Regions from separate parts of the Gossypium hirsutum genome. Here region 1 is linked to region 2. The links are chromatin contacts, called in public Hi-C maps. All regions are on one chromosome and are shown on one strand. Each heading gives the region's core, a stretch centred on a gene start, on an enhancer-like site or on the middle of the called end of the contact. The rest is flanking DNA. Distances are from core to core; before and after follow the strand shown. Region 1 holds the start of LOC107901054. Region 2 holds the start of LOC107901064.

Region 1 (2,780 bases), core at 189-2,688, 200 kb after region 2:
AGCTAGAATGAATGCTAAATTTATTATAGGTTAGGTGAAACTACTACTGAAAAAGTGCAAGAAACGACCTTGCTTGACCCATGAATCCTGGGGAATTCTAAGTCAAAAACAGCAGTGACTTGGAGCAATGTTCTTTTGCCACAACCCCCTTGGTCTTGGGGCAATAAGATTCTTAAAAAATGTCGGAATTTTTTTTCTTTTCTTTTTTATGGGTTGGGAAAGTTCCAAAAAGAAAAACCAAGATATTTGTGTTGTACATCATGCTAATTGAGACTGCACAGCAGCTAGAGTGGCAGCTGGCTAATCTGGGCTGTTCCAAGTCATAATATATAACACATGCTGTAAGATTATAATATGCTCGGATTGTGCTCATCACAAAGAACATACTCAGATACTCTAAATCTTATAAACTTTGAAAGCCGAAGCTGTTCATCAGATATACATGCTGTTTACACTACAAGGTTCATTAAATTCAGATTCCAAAACATTACAGCAATTAAGACATATATAATTATTAACAATCTTATATTCAAACAGAATTCCTCTGTTTTCCATGCACTACCAAGTAACCGTAAAACTTGGGAAGAATAATCAAGCCGGAAAGAGGTGAGAAACAGCTCTCAGACGGATGAAGAGATGGAGCCTTGAGTGACTTCTTCAAATCCTGGAAAGACTCCACTTGAGTTAGACCTAAGAGGCCGGGGTGAATCCAGGCTTCGACGAAGAATCCTCCCTATGGCCGAGATAGGGTGCTCCGTTTCATCTAAAGGACTCGACGCCTTGAACTGATTGCAGAATTTGATGTGTCGGTCCAGTGCTTCCTCGGTGGAAATAAGCGTATCCGATCTCAGAGCCTCATCCTTGACGGCCTCGATGCACAGCCCACAAATCCAACGGCCTTGGTAACGTTCCCGGACACGCAGTATATATGCAAGGGTGCACTCCTCTGTGAAGCCGCAGGACTCACATTTAACGCAGTGAATTTCGATCGGAGCTGTCGCTTTGCTGGGTGGGTTTTGAGTGTCTATGCTTGAAACCGCCATTGCAGGGAACAAACATTGAATATTCCTTCGTTTTGTTGCTCTGTTCTTATTTCTATGTTTTCTAAACTATGTTTTGTTTTCTGTTTTGTGTTCTGTGCAACTCTTATATTGTGAAGGGAGAGGAACAGGTAAGTTAAAAAAAGTTATGTCATGTGGATGTGATAAAAAAAAAAAGACAAATGAAATTTAAGCAAAAGAATAAAGTGGTTGCCAATTTCCATTTGCCATGCTTGTGGCTGTCCCACAGATAAATCAGAAATTATCAAAATTACTATGAAATATATTCCAACATAAACTAAAATAATAAAAACTGATTAACTTAAATGAGATGAGGAGAAACTAAACCCATTATAGATCCAAGTATTGTGGATTTTGGCATGGTTGACGTGATTGAGACTTTGGGATTCAAATGAAAACCTGCGGCTGCTAAAATTGCTGCCACCAGACAGCCAGATGTGACCACAGCAACAATATACTTTTAAATCAAAAACCCAATCAAGATGAAACCTTTTTCCGTCTAAAATTCATAACCACGATCATAATAGTTACATTAATTGACCGTATATGAATATGTCTAGGTTCAGTGTTGAGATACTACTCTTCAATGCATTGCTCCAAATCTTATGAAACTGAGTCCAGCTTAAAAGAAAATATAGAACCACATTTGTGGTTTCTACTGTAATGGTAGTAAATGTATTCCCATACAACCCCACAATGCTGATCTAATATGAAGCTTTTAATCAATGAAACTGTCCATTACTACTTTGATGATGTTCAAAATCTGGGTTTTAATCTTTTAGTTATAAATATAACAACTATGGGTCTTTTTCTTATCTTCTTCCATTTCAGCGGACATGTGGTGCTTGATAATTGGAGGGTAGTGGAAGTCCTATACACAATTCCAACTACTCTTCTTAATAATCCAGCAGAAAATTCAAATCATAGCATTTAGAATAGTTCACAATCATCATATCTCACTATCAGAGATTTCTCTCAAACAAACATCTTTGTAGCAGCATTTTTCAGTTCCCTTTAGAAGTTGTTGGGTCTTTTTCGTGGGTTTTTCTGATGAACTCGGTACTTCAAATCGTCTTCATTTTGCCTATATCTCCTCACCTACTTGGAACTGCCACTGGCATCCAAAATTCTTGTTGCAGGTAAGCTTCCAAGGTATTATTTTTTATCTTTTAGACACTTTGTTTGTTTCTTCTAGTAGCGGGTGACTAAACTTGGGAGAAGCATTATTGAAAGGATTTTGTAGATAAAAATGGTGTATTTTGTGCTGAAACCAGGGACAGCTCGATCAAAAGATTGTACAGAAAAGGAAGAGACTTAGCTTGGGTTGGAACCAGAACAGCTAAAGGAGGAGGCTTTATTGTCTGTGACGGCCAAAGCTTATGACGTTCTTTTTCTCCAACCATGCTGCAAAGGTTTAGCTAAGTTTAATTAAGAATTCGTATGTCTACTCTTTCTTCATGCTAAAAGAGAGCGGTATCAGACTTCATTTAACGTCAGAAAAAGACAATGGTGCAAGGCAAATGAACCATGTGCAAGATTTGCTCACTCTTCTTCTATACGGACAAAGGCAAGGCCAAAACCGGTTGAAGAGGTGTGGCAGTGGCAGCTTCCTTATGAAAGGACTCCTCTTTCACACCTTCACCGGCAAGGGGAATCTTTTCTTCATTTTGTTGTTGGGACCAGATAACTACAACTGATGCCTCAGTGTTTGGTGGCATA
Region 2 (2,826 bases), core at 48-2,547:
ATATGAGTAATAACATCAATGAATATTCTAGATGTGTCCTAATAGCCATCGACTTGCAGTTTCCTTGGAATATCTTCATACAAGATCAAGGAAATCAAATATGATTCTTCTATTAGACATAAGCTTATTGCTTCCCCCGTTTTGTGAAATAAATATTCTTAAAATACATGTTCAAGGAACTTGCCCAGTAACTTCTGGAAGAACATAATCTGCCCTCCACCCAAATCGAAAATCCAGGCCGGGAACCAAGCCAAGAGTTGTCTTATTCCGAATCCGAGAAATTCCATCTCCACCAAAACAGGTGGTGAGCTTCCATTTCCAACCAATTGCATTCATCTTGAAATTGTGGCCTATGCCAACCTATTTCCAAAACATTTTACCATAACCATTGCAAAATCTAGGCAAAATCATGCATGAGAAACAAATAAATTCACCTACAGCAATAAATGTCAGATTTGGAATAGACTTGTATATTCTATCACTAATAGAAAGTTTATCTGTGTAAAGTAGAGCAGACCTGGAGATTAAGAAATTTTGTGACAGGGATCTTTTTGGAAATAAGGCGTACATCTTGTCTTATAGGCTCATATGCAAACTTCCACCTCCGTTCAGGGGATAAAGGTTTCAGCACAAGCTTAGTTTGGAAATCATTCATAGGGGCATTGAAGAACTGAACCAAAACTAAGATGCAATTACTCAACAGCTCAAAACAACAACAAACTGTACAGGATGATATACATTATCTTTTGTAAAAAAAAATACCCCTTTTCAAGTAAAAAAGCAACATTTAAAGTTGAATTGGCTAAAAGAAATTTCCTTTCATGGGCTCATACCCCTGAATTGGCACCAATATAATATGAATGGAGGGAGCAACCTAAGACTGTAAAAGTAATAAAAAAAAGGAGCAAAGAAAAATAACCTCCAAATTGACACCAACTCGAAACCCCTGAATTTCTTTTCTAAACTTGAGGAACAGCTCAGAAGGAATCAAATTTATGTTATATAGCTCATCCCACGAAGTGGGTTCTTCACCAGTAGGCGGCGGCTCCATGTTCAACCCACCAAACTGGAGAGAAGAAAATTCAGTTCCCAAGAGAAACCATACAATAAAAGTCAATGTTAACTCTCAGCAGTACTTTCGTACTGGAAAGATTTGAGTTGAAAGTATACTTACCTATAAGATAGGATTGGATTATACTAGAACCATGCTTCAATGGGAAGAGGAATCGGCAATTTTAAAGGAATAAGCTTTCTGAGTTCTTGTTAAGTGTGTGTGTGAATTTATTCGTGTTTTAAAAAGAATGACGATGGTATCCATGTCCAACTTGAGCTTGGGCCAAGGTCCACCTTATTCAAAGACGGTGTCAGTTCCTCAGGGTCCAACAGGATTTATTGATATATAGGCCCATATCTAATGACTAATGGTATTTAGTTACGTAGTTCATTCTCCTTGTTTTTAAGAGGGAAGGTCATGCCATGCATGCCGCAGATCTCTTTTCAGGAATGAAAATCAAATTTAAAACCAGTCTCGGATGAAATGTCAGGTTCTTACCAACTAAACCAACCCCATTGAATCTCAAAAAGGAATGTCGGATTCCAAACAAGTTAATCCTGTTGAATCTTAAAAAAGTATACAATATCAGAGCATTGACCACTACCCAAGTCCTGCAGGGCCTTTTATAAACATCATTGTCCACAACTAATGAGATTTTGTAGTGGTCCGTGGTGGTCTCGTTATTCTGACAAGGCCTGCGTGTCTTCACTGTTCAGTCAGTTTCTTTTCTTATTTTTTTTGTTTGCTTTTAGCCCATGTTTCGTGACACTTAACTTGGATTTGTTTCTTGAGGAGTTAACGCTTCTCGGAAGCAAGCTTCGTGCACCTATCTAGGTCCTATCTCCTCTTTGCTTCGGCTTGGGTGATGGCGACGACTAGTTTGTTGTGTCCCATGTTTATATTTTGGGTTACTGTGCGGACTTTTGCTTCGATGGGTTATCTCGTTCTGTATTGTGGTCTTGTTTCCGTTCTCTCAAGTAGTTCTTATAATGCTCATATATGTTGGCTTAGTTTGAATGAATGATTTCCGATTTTTTCCTTAAAAAATTTGTTAGCAGCAGTTGCACATTCCAGCCTTCCTGATTCCAATTGTAACTAGATGGTTGTGCAAGATTTTGACCAAAAAAAATCTAACAATTATATGAAGTTGATTATTTTGTTTACACTTTAAGGATTACAAGTCTACAAAAGGTTTATTTAAAATGAGACTTGTTTATGTGTGTCGATATACAAATCAAATAAAGCACTTGTTTATTCATAAATTTTTTTTTGTATCAGGTGTATTTTGACCACAAACAAATTGTTTTCACGTTTAATATATAATTAAGCTTTTAAGGAGAAGTCTTATTAGAATAGCGATACTAATGGAGTGTATAGGAGTAAAGTTATAATTTAATTAGGGAGTTAAATTTAAGTCATATATTGTATCATTGATTTATAGTAGGTTACGACGTATAAAAGAAATTCCCAAACTTAAAACCAATTCTTATGTTAATCTATGTTATTTTACTTTTTTTAATTGTATTTGTATCTACAGCTTAACAGACAACTGACAAGCACCTTAGCACTAACGATCTATTTATTTATCAGAAATGATTATGTTAGGTTTGAGGTCATATTATGGTATGCTTAAATTTGTGAAATTCTCTATATGCTTTTCATATTCTAATTTGGTACTTTGTTATTATAATATCATTAACTAGTTAATTTAAATAACTAATACTCTTAATTATTATGGTTAACACCCATATATATATATATATATTCCAACT

What was found. Hi-C and Micro-C count contacts between places; a contact is called where the count stands out from the background.
Region 1: a contact with region 2 is called in a Hi-C map of leaf, with 2.4 times the contacts expected there. The contact joins the promoter of LOC107901054 here to the promoter of LOC107901064 in region 2. A contact is called at or near these places in 2 of 34 Hi-C or Micro-C datasets (both in leaf).

What each region holds. Positions count from the first base shown.
Region 1 is chrD06:14,811,059-14,813,838 of Gossypium_hirsutum_v2.1, forward strand. It overlaps LOC107901054, which reads right to left and starts at 1,439. Exons shown (of 1, transcript XM_016826895.2): 1 at 385-1,439. The coding sequence starts at 1,043. The coding sequence ends at 621.
Region 2 is chrD06:14,610,669-14,613,494 of Gossypium_hirsutum_v2.1, forward strand. It overlaps LOC107901064, which reads right to left and starts at 1,298. Exons shown (of 6, transcript XM_016826908.2): 1 at 1,175-1,298; 2 at 920-1,066; 3 at 518-670; 4 at 185-360. The coding sequence starts at 1,051.